Regions from separate parts of the Mus musculus genome. Here regions 1 and 2 are each linked to region 3. A link is a contact called in public ChIA-PET and promoter capture Hi-C data. All regions are on one chromosome and are shown on one strand. Each heading gives the region's core, a stretch centred on a gene start, on an enhancer-like site or on the middle of the called end of the contact. The rest is flanking DNA. Distances are from core to core; before and after follow the strand shown.

Evidence for each region. Promoter capture Hi-C pulls out the DNA fragments that hold promoters and counts their contacts. ChIA-PET counts read pairs in DNA pulled down with a chosen protein or histone mark.
Region 1: an RNA polymerase II ChIA-PET map of memory CD8 T cells shows a contact between it and region 3, with 50 read pairs. The contact joins the enhancer-like site here to the promoter of Gemin6 in region 3. A contact is called at or near these places in 6 of 39 promoter capture datasets (the C10 cell line, the HPC-7 cell line, embryonic stem cells and 2 more), 1 of 15 datasets of contacts at CTCF or cohesin (large pre-B cells), 5 of 484 Hi-C or Micro-C datasets (CD4 T cells, the HL-1 cell line, Th1 cells and 2 more), 1 of 115 datasets of contacts at active chromatin or transcription factors (memory CD8 T cells) and 2 of 9 other capture datasets (adipose tissue and liver).
Region 2: a contact with region 3 is called in a promoter capture Hi-C map of the HPC-7 cell line. The contact joins the enhancer-like site here to the promoter of Gemin6 in region 3. A contact is called at or near these places in 7 of 39 promoter capture datasets (the 3T3-L1 cell line, the C10 cell line, the HPC-7 cell line and 1 more) and 1 of 115 datasets of contacts at active chromatin or transcription factors (large pre-B cells).

Annotation. Positions count from the first base shown.
Region 1 is chr17:80,390,307-80,393,380 of GRCm38.p6, forward strand. It overlaps a transcript of Arhgef33 not described here. Among named protein-coding and RNA genes, the nearest start is that of Gm10190, 18 kb to the left of the region's middle. Within about 2 kb of position 1,540, at least 67 of the 459 cell types and tissues checked have an H3K27ac peak or open chromatin away from gene starts, as enhancers often do. A contact at or near this core is called in Th1 cells, liver, memory CD8 T cells and 1 more, where this site is marked.
Region 2 is chr17:80,417,941-80,420,801 of GRCm38.p6, forward strand. It overlaps Sos1 (SOS Ras/Rac guanine nucleotide exchange factor 1), which reads right to left. Exons shown (of 22, transcript NM_009231.2): 14 at 2,323-2,545; 15 at 1,069-1,188. It also overlaps a transcript of Arhgef33 not described here. Among named protein-coding and RNA genes, the nearest start is that of Gm10190, 46 kb to the left of the region's middle. Within about 2 kb of position 1,486, at least 7 of the 459 cell types and tissues checked have an H3K27ac peak or open chromatin away from gene starts, as enhancers often do. A contact at or near this core is called in the HPC-7 cell line, where this site is marked.
Region 3 is chr17:80,222,698-80,225,747 of GRCm38.p6, forward strand. It overlaps Gemin6 (gem nuclear organelle associated protein 6), which reads left to right and starts at 1,754. Exons shown (of 3, transcript NM_026053.4): 1 at 1,754-1,973; 2 at 2,924-3,050. The coding sequence starts at 2,943.

The DNA of each region.
Region 1 (3,074 bases), core at 290-2,789, 170 kb after region 3:
GCCTCTTCCCGCTGAGCGGATCCTTAAGATCCACGTGAAGGCCTCATCTTTCTGAGATCCTGTGTGGTGTGACTACTTCATCTTTTGAGATTTGTCTTACCTTCCTATTAAGACAGCAAGTCCTCTCAAGGGCAAGGCTATGCTTGCTTTTTTTTTTAATGCTTCATAAATCACTTCCACTTTGCATATGGCCAAACTTCAGCACCGTCAGCTCAGTCCCTCACATTTCTGTTTAAGGAAAACGCCAATCAGAGGAGAAGATACAGACATCTTCAGAACCAATTAAAGATATCATGCCACTCTCACTGATACTAAAACACTTCTCCAATGAAAAGAGTAATGGGTTACTCTGTTTCCTTCTGGCGCATTCCATAATCTTTCTAGATAGCACTGTAAGCTGAAAGGGGAGGTGGGGGCTTTAGTGACCGTGATATTTGGCTTAATGACGAGTTAGGGATGAAGTCAAGGTGAGACAGTTGCTCTACCTCTGGTCTCCAGCCCTCTGACCACTGGTGTCTGCAGGAAATGATCCGGGTGATAGGAGAATGAAGCCACTTTACCAGAGATGCAGACTTTCCTGCTAGGAGGTCCCAGGAGTGACTTGCAGCCTTGAAGAGTCTACATACAAGCCCACGCAAGGAGCATGTTATTTCTCGGAGTTCAGAATTGGACCATCTGAGAAAGGGATGTGTGGGTTACAATGCTAAGGTTCTTTTGCTGGGCTATTTCATTTTGTAAGAGTTTAAGCTCATCTGAGATTGAAGCTAGATTGTTTATGAAACTCCTGAAGTGGAATTCTGTGGTAGCTGATGGCTAACTGCTTTTCCACCTCGTCTTTCTTATGTCATCTCAGCGATGACACTGTGATTCCCGGATTCCCAGAACTGCCTCAGTCCTGTTAGAGTGGGGTGACTTTGGGCTTGGTCCACAGAGCTGCATTTACATTTAGCTATTCTGAGATTTTGAATTCCTAAATTTGTCACCTATGTAATAAGCGCTTTGCATTGAAATTTTATTAAAGTACATTCATACACATGGCAAGTATTCCTTATTAACTGGCAAACTGATTTTATATTCAAGAAAAAAAATCAATTGCAAGCCCTGACAAATGAATGACTAAATGTCTTAGATAACAGTCTTAGGACAATAAAATTATCTAGTGTTTATACTAACTTTTTCACAAAACATTGCCATTAGTAAGTTTCTACAAGAGCCCAAAACAGCAATGCTTCCAGTAAAGTTGGGATTCCTTGTCACACAGTGATTTAGAAACAGAAGTGGCTTTAGGACTTGTGGCTGCTAAGCATTCTGGGATTTGTGGTTTCCTTTGATGTCAGATTTACTTTTTTAAATGTTCAAACTTATATCTAAGCCTTTCCCACAGTATCTTCCCCACCTCAGTTAGTGGTAATCTTCATTCGTGTTGCTCTGGCCTCAAGCCTTGAAGTTGGCTTTGACAGCTCTGGGTTTGTGTCTGTCAGGATGTTCGGGCTGTGGTGAAGTGGGCGTGGTCTGATACGGTCCCGACTCAGTCTTTGCCCTGGCTTCCGCTCCGCTGCCCTCGTCCGCCCCCTCGTGCTCTTACTTTAGTCCTTCCCCACACACAGTGAGTGTAAAGTGGATCTTGCCAATGCTTCAGCCCCAACCCAAGTCAGCGCCTCTCACCCTTGCGCCTGCTGCAAGCCTTTAATATCATGTGCTGACTCCCAGCCAATCATTTTCGTTGCTACTTCCTAACTGTAGTTTTGCTACTGTATGAATTGTAATGTAAATATCTGTGCTTTCCAGTAGTCTTAGGTGACCCTGTGAAAGGCCATTCAAGTCCTCCCTGGAGCGGTGATGCCCAGGTTGGGGACGGGCTCTAAGAATGATGACAATGGCGTTTAAAGCTTTAAGTGATCTTCAGTGCTTAACTCCCAGTGGCACCTCTTTATAGTCTATCCATATCCATTTCTCACCTACACTAGCAGCCTCGGTGCTCTCAGATATACCAAGGATGCCCCTGCCTCTGAACTATTGAACTGGCTCTTGCCTGAGCCACTTAGATGTCTCATTATTTCACCTCTTGGAAGGTTTGTGTACCTCTATGAGGCTAACTAATCACTACAGTTAAATTCCACACTTCTACTCACCAGTCCTCTTTTCTCTTCATAACAGTTACATTTGTTTTGTTTGTTTTCTCAAGACAGAATTTCTCTGTGTAGCTCTGGCTGTCCTCCATAGACCAGGCTGGCCTTGAACTCAGAGATCTGCCTGCCTCTGCCTTTCAAGTGCTGGGATCAAAGGCTTGCGCCACCACTGCCCTGTAGTTACATTTTTAATGTACAATATTCTACTTATAAAATATTGTCTACATATTTATACTAGCTCGTAAATCCCATGAAATGGATTTTTCTTCATTCCTATGTTCTAACATCAGTTCTGTAAGACCAATATTTATTTGTGGCTGAATAGTCAAATGGGCTCTTATCAAATGCTTATAATTTAAGGTCACTCAAAACCAATCTGCATAGTGATAAACAGCACAGAAAGCCATACTGAATCAAATCATAGGATGTCAGGACAGACAGCCAACCTCTTTAGAGTTTTCTAAAGCAGACTCATCCTTTATACTTTTATTTGCCATTTAAAAAAAAAGTGTCAAGTGCTTTGTGGAAGACATTGTGTTGCGCATGTCAGTCATTCACCCAGGGAGTACTAGAAGCAGAATAGACAGGTCTGCTCCACACTTGCTTACTCTGCCACTGGGAATCTTACATTTCTTAATCACTTATCAAGGCAATGAAACCAGCTATTAAAGGTCCCAAAAGGTTAGTGTGGCCATAAATTGCTTTTCAGGATTTGTAGTCTATCAAAGGTGCAGAAATTCAGGCTCAAATGTGGAGAAGGCCTCTTTAGTTCTGTTTTAGAACGGAAGCGACGTAAGGCTCTCTCTCCTCTTCGATGACCTAGCACTTACTTTTGATTATAAAGCAGAAAGGCGAATCTCACCAACATCAGTGTTAATCTTACTTACAGTTAGTAAACCCGATCGAAGGCCTAGAATCCATTCGATAATACATGCCAGGAGTCAG
Region 2 (2,861 bases), core at 236-2,735, 190 kb after region 3:
ATGGGCATCCATCCCCACATCTAACCTGCTTAGTCCGCATCACATTTAAGTAGCAAAGAGAAAGCTGTGGAAGGCAGAGGGCAGTATTGAAAAGTTGCTGTATCCATTATAAAGCATATAAAGAAATAAAAGGTATGACCTAAACAGTGGAATAAAAGCAGGGAGCAGAAACTGCCTGTTTGAGTGACTAGATGAAAATTAACTGAAGTATTTCAAAGTCGCCATCAGAGAGTATGGTCACAGAGCTAAAGGACAGCCTGGTTAAGGCGCACAGAAGTGTAATAGCAGCATCTAGAAAGAGATGAGGAAAGAGTTAAAATTTTAAACAGCACCAAATGGAAAACAAATGGACTGAAAGGCAAGGGGGCTCAATAATAGATATGAACAGACAGAATAAAACAGAACTAATCTCAAGAGAGAGCTGCTGTTCAAAACAGCAATAAATCTGCACACTTGTTGTGAGTTGACCCACTGGACCACAGGAGGTTCTCTTCAGGCTTAAAACCAGGGACCCCAGACAGCAATGTCAGTCTACACAAAGAACATCAGTAAAGGTAATTATAGAATTATACAAACACTATAAATGCCCATTTTTTCCTCTCACCTTGTTTAAAAAGCAACTAATTTAAGGTATCTGAATGTACTTTTGGGTTTGTAGTATAAAAATGTAACACACTGTCAACAGAGGACACGAGTGAATGGAAAAAAGCTCTGTAAGATAAAATGGTGACAGCAGACGGCAGAGTAATCATTGTCATGAAGCATTGTTGGATTTGCACCATTGATTAGGTCTGTTCAAATGTAGAAAGGGAGCAATGAGAGCCGCGTATGGGAGGAGCATCTACCTGCTGGGAAGAAGCTGCAGCCATCTCTAGCCTAGACTGATAAAGTAAGACGCATGTGGTTAGTGCCAGGCAACCATTAAAAACCAAAGTACCAGTGAAATTAAAATGCACATTAGAAAGATACTGAGTTTACAAGAAAGGGGAATGAGAGCACTAAAGAAGCAAAACAGCCCCGCTGGATTCAAAACCTGCCTCTGCCCCAGGAGGAAACGCCCACACTTACTTCTCAAACCACAAAGTGAGGTTAGTGGTGTGCCGAATCATCTTCAGAAGGTTGGGAGAATTAATTTCTTTATCTTCTTTTGTCCACACACTTCCAACTAATTCTGATGGCTGCACAGCCCTAAAATCATCAACATAAAATGGCAATGTCACATTTCTCCTCACGTATATAGCTTACTACAGAAGAAAAACTAAACGACATTTTTAAGTTCTCTTTCATCAACAGAAAGTTGGTGAAAACAATATTTATAACTTTTTTATGTTTTCAGATTAGAACTATTTTAGTAGATACTCTTGCATAATACATTTACTGCTCATTTGTTTATTTTTAAAGACAGTGTCTTCTATGTAGCCCTGGCTAGGTTCTTGCTGTCTGGCACAGCTGGCCTGGAACACATGGCAGTCCTCTGCTTCAGTGTCCTGAGCGCTAGCACGACTGCGCAGAGCAGCATGGTCGTTTTCCCATTTACTGCATACTTTTGCATAATGTCTTTCCTAGCACTTGTAGGTATTATTTACTAAGTTAAGATGGTGAGGTAGTTACTTAAATGGTATCTAGTAAGTAGCCAACTAGGACAGGGCAATTACTAACGCATTCTTGGCTTGTTCTTGCTCTTACAGTGGACAGAAGAGAAAGCCATCCTGCAAATGCCTCTGAGAATAAACTTTAGACATTATCTAACATGGTCACTCAGGGACCATGATAAATGGAGATGGGAGAATTTATAAATTTAGCTCTTTTTCTCATTTGGTGATTAATAATAATTTTGAGATTTTAAGTAAAATTTCAAACCAGAATCATATTTTTCAGATAGTTTAATCAATTTAAACTATAAAGGGTTCTAACTGGCTGAGGCTTAGCTGTAACACAGCAGTCGCTCTATCGTGTACTGTGGAGTAACTGCTGCAGTAGTTTCTATGTTCTGCTTTGTGCTCAGCCTTGGATGCATCAGGCACACACCAGACTCTTCAAACCTACAAGACAGTACAGGCTTTGGCCAAGCCACTGGGACTGCCAGGATTTGAACCGAGCTTCCCAAGCAGGGGTAACTGAAAGAGCACAAAGTTAATTTAAGCAGATCAAGATGACTAAGGGGGCAAAACAACCAGAACTGACTGCAATGCCTTAATGCTGTATACACATCATATGCTGTCTCATTTACATCTTACGACAGCCCTAAAAGGCAGATAATGTATTCCATTTTTAAAATGAACTCTTGAGATAGCTTCTGAGTTTGAATGTTGAATAACATACCGGTATAGATCTGATTCAAGTAAAGTGAGTTGCCGAGCAATTTCTATTGGGTGTAAGGTGAGCAAGTCAAAAGTCTCTATGTGCCCAGGTCTGCTTATGTGCCACTCAACTGTGGGAGGTGAGCTCTGAAATGTAATGTTATGACCTGGGCCATTGTCTCTTGCAATTTTTTTCCTTTGGATTATCTTAGTGATGGATTCGACCCATTTTTTCATTGCTTTACCTGAAATACATTTTAACAAACATTTAAATACTCTTTAACACTTTGTTTTTAAAAAAATGTTTAAAGTAATACAAGTGATACATGAATAAACCATTGCTATAAAGTTCAAATGAGCAAAGTAAATACTAAAAGTTCCCCTCCCCCATCTCCCTCTCATCCTTGTTCCTCACAGGTAATCATTGTCAATAGTTTGGCATGTATCTATACCTTTCCTAAACATATTTTAAAGTAACTTGATTTTTTTTCACCTCCAACATTTTGAAGCTTAGTTCAAAATACTATTTTCACAATCCATATTCCATACGAAATGAAAGAT
Region 3 (3,050 bases), core at 504-3,003:
CATACCGGGCTTTTTTTTTTTTTTTTAATGGAGCCATTCCTAGCATTCATCAATATAATCTTGATGACTACTAAGCATATACATAAAGAAGAGACATTTCAATTGGCTGGTACTAATTGAGTGAATTAGAAAAGCTAGAAGCCGGGTGATGGTGGCGCACACCTTTAATCCCAGCACTTGGAAGGCAGAGGCAGGCAGATTTCTGAGTTCGAGGCCAGCCTGGTCTACAGAGTGAGTTCCAGGACAGCCAGGGCTACACAGAGAAACCCTGTCTCGAATTTAAAAAAAAAAAAAAAAAGCTAGAATAGTTTAAATATCTTGTATCTAGTTGCAACTGATTTTTAAATTTTTTTAATTTTTTTTTTTTTTTTTTTTTTGTAGCAGGGCTGGCCTAGAACTCACTATGTAGACTAATTGATCCCAAACTCCCTGCCTACCTCTGCTTTCCACAAGCTTGGATTAAAGTCCTATGCACCACATGTGGCCCAAATGCAACTTAAATTTCTGATAATTTGGACAGAGTAGGGACATGTCCTTGTTTCAAAAGGGGAAGAAAACATAAGCCAAACAGGTTTGCAGTAAAGAATGAAACTTAAAATGCAACTGAACAGTTGTCACAAATCAGTTGTAGATTTTTATTCTGTAGTTTTAAAGGTCAAACATTTTCTCCCACACTCTTAATAACTTGGAATTTACATTAGCTCTTGTAGCTTTATAGAGGGTTTTAACTGATAAACTCTAACTTAATCCATGAAATCTCATTAATATGAAGTCAATCATTCAATAAATGAAGGTTTTGGGAAGGATTATTTGATATGGAATTTCAAGTAGTAATTTTAAAAAACCGATTCATATTTAATGTTTCTGCTGCTTGGCTTGACAATCTTTTTTTTTTTTTTTTTTTTTTTTTTGAGACAGGGTTTCTCTGTGTAGCTCAGGCTGTCCTGGAACTCACTTTATAGACCAGGCTGGCCTCGAACTCAGAAATTCGCCTGCCTCTGCCTCCCGAGTGCTGGGATTAAAGGCGTGCGCCACCACGCCCACCTCTGGCTTGACAATTTTATAGCTCAGTTTTTGTTCATCGCCCTTGGTGGGTTTTTTTGTTGTAGTTGTTGTCTTGGCGGGGGAGAGGGTTGTTTTTTTCTCTTTTCAGTATAGGCAGAATCTTAGCATTTACTGCCTTGCACCACTTTTCAGTATCACAGTCTCGAAGATTCTGCAGTATGTCAGAGCCCAGTCAGCTACGTGCCCAGAAATCTGAAGCAGAAACAACATAATCCAGTGCTGCTTGGGAGGCAGAGGCAGGCGAAGTCTACAGAGTGAGTTCCAGGACAGCTAGGGCTACACAGAGAAACCCTGTCTCGAAAAAAAAAAAAAAAAAAAAATCCAGTGCTGATCTTCCCAACTTCACCACTGTTCTTGAGATTTACTGAGAACACGTCCCCAAAGGTGCACGCATTTTAACCGGCTCCAAAACGAGCTAGACCAGAATTCATGCCATTCACCTCGGCTTTTAGAGCCTTAAGGTTTACCCAGAGAGCTTTGTGTTGAATTCAGGGCAAAATCGCATTTTCATACCCCACTTAAAAAGCTTTGAGGTACGAACATTTTCCTCTTACAAAGATTTCTTGAGACGTTCACGGTGGCCAGGAGAACTCAAGTTCCCTTGGACACAACCTGCAGTGCAAGAACGGAGGCAAAGGACTACAGGATGGAGGATTCTGGGGGAAGGAAATGACGTCAGGAGCAAAGCATGCTGGGCTCAGGCGGGCCGACTCAAGCCCGCTCGGCGGCGTGTGAGCTAAGTAGAAATATAGCCAGGGTCTCTGCGGCGTTTCCCTGAGTCGTGCAGAGTTCTGGGTATGGCGGCCTCTGGACAGGACCTGGTGTTGGAGCTCTAGAGCTTCGCTAACGGGTCCTCAGCGCTTTACGAGAAAATTGGCGCAAAGCCCGTGGAGAGTCATCTAGAAAGAGTAGGTGGGAATCCGAGAACTCCGCATCAGTTATGTCTGTCAGGGGTTTAGGGCGAAATCCTTTTATCTAAGGAAAGCGGAACGGAAGTGGCTGCTTCTTCTTTTTTCTAAAAAAGATTTCTTTATTGTATATGAGCACACCACTGCTTTCTTCAGACACACCAGAAGAGGACATCGGATTCCATTACCGATGGTTTTGAGCTACCATGTGGTTGCTGGGAATTGACCTCCCAGTCGGTGCTCTTAACCGCTGAGCCATCTCTCCAGCCCCGAAGAGTTTGAGTTATCTACGGGCCAGGTTCAAAGCCAGGTTGAAAGCGGTATCCGGAATTGGGAGCAGAGGGTGGGACTAGACATGCCACAGGAGTTTTAAGAATTGTACCTGTGGCCATTCACTATTACCATCAGTCTGAATTATAAATACCCCTTCCCAGATATACTAAACAAAACATTCTCAAGAATTCTCCAAAGATAGTATCAGTTTCTTATACCCCAGATGGGCGTTTTGCTTGTTCTTCTGAGATCTGAGACGGCACACTATGTTACCAGGCTGGTCTCAGCACTACTAGTAGGTAGGGACTGTAGGTGTGAGTTAAGACTGGCTCTATGTATCAGTGCTTACTTGCATTAAGAAACTCGTTATTTTCAGGCAAATTACAGACTGCCTACAGAATGGCGATCATTAAGACATTTGCTTGGGCTGGTGAGATGGCTCAGTGGGTAAGAGCACTGACTGCTATTCCAAAGGTTCAGAGTTCAAATCCCAGCAACCACATGGTGGCTCACAACCATCCGTAAAAAGATCTGACTCCCTCTTCTGGATTGTCTGAAGACAGCTACAGTGTACTTACATATAATAAATAAATGAATCTTTAAAAATATTTTTAAAAAAAGACATTTGCTTGTGTGGAATATCCATAGTGATTAACCCAAATTGATAATGGTTCTAGATCTGGGCAACTGGTAACCATGAGCGAATGGATGAAGAAAAGCCCCTTAGAATGGGAAGATTACGTTTATAAAGAAGTGAGAGTGATAGCCTGTGAGAAGGAGTATAAAGGATGGCTTCTAACCACA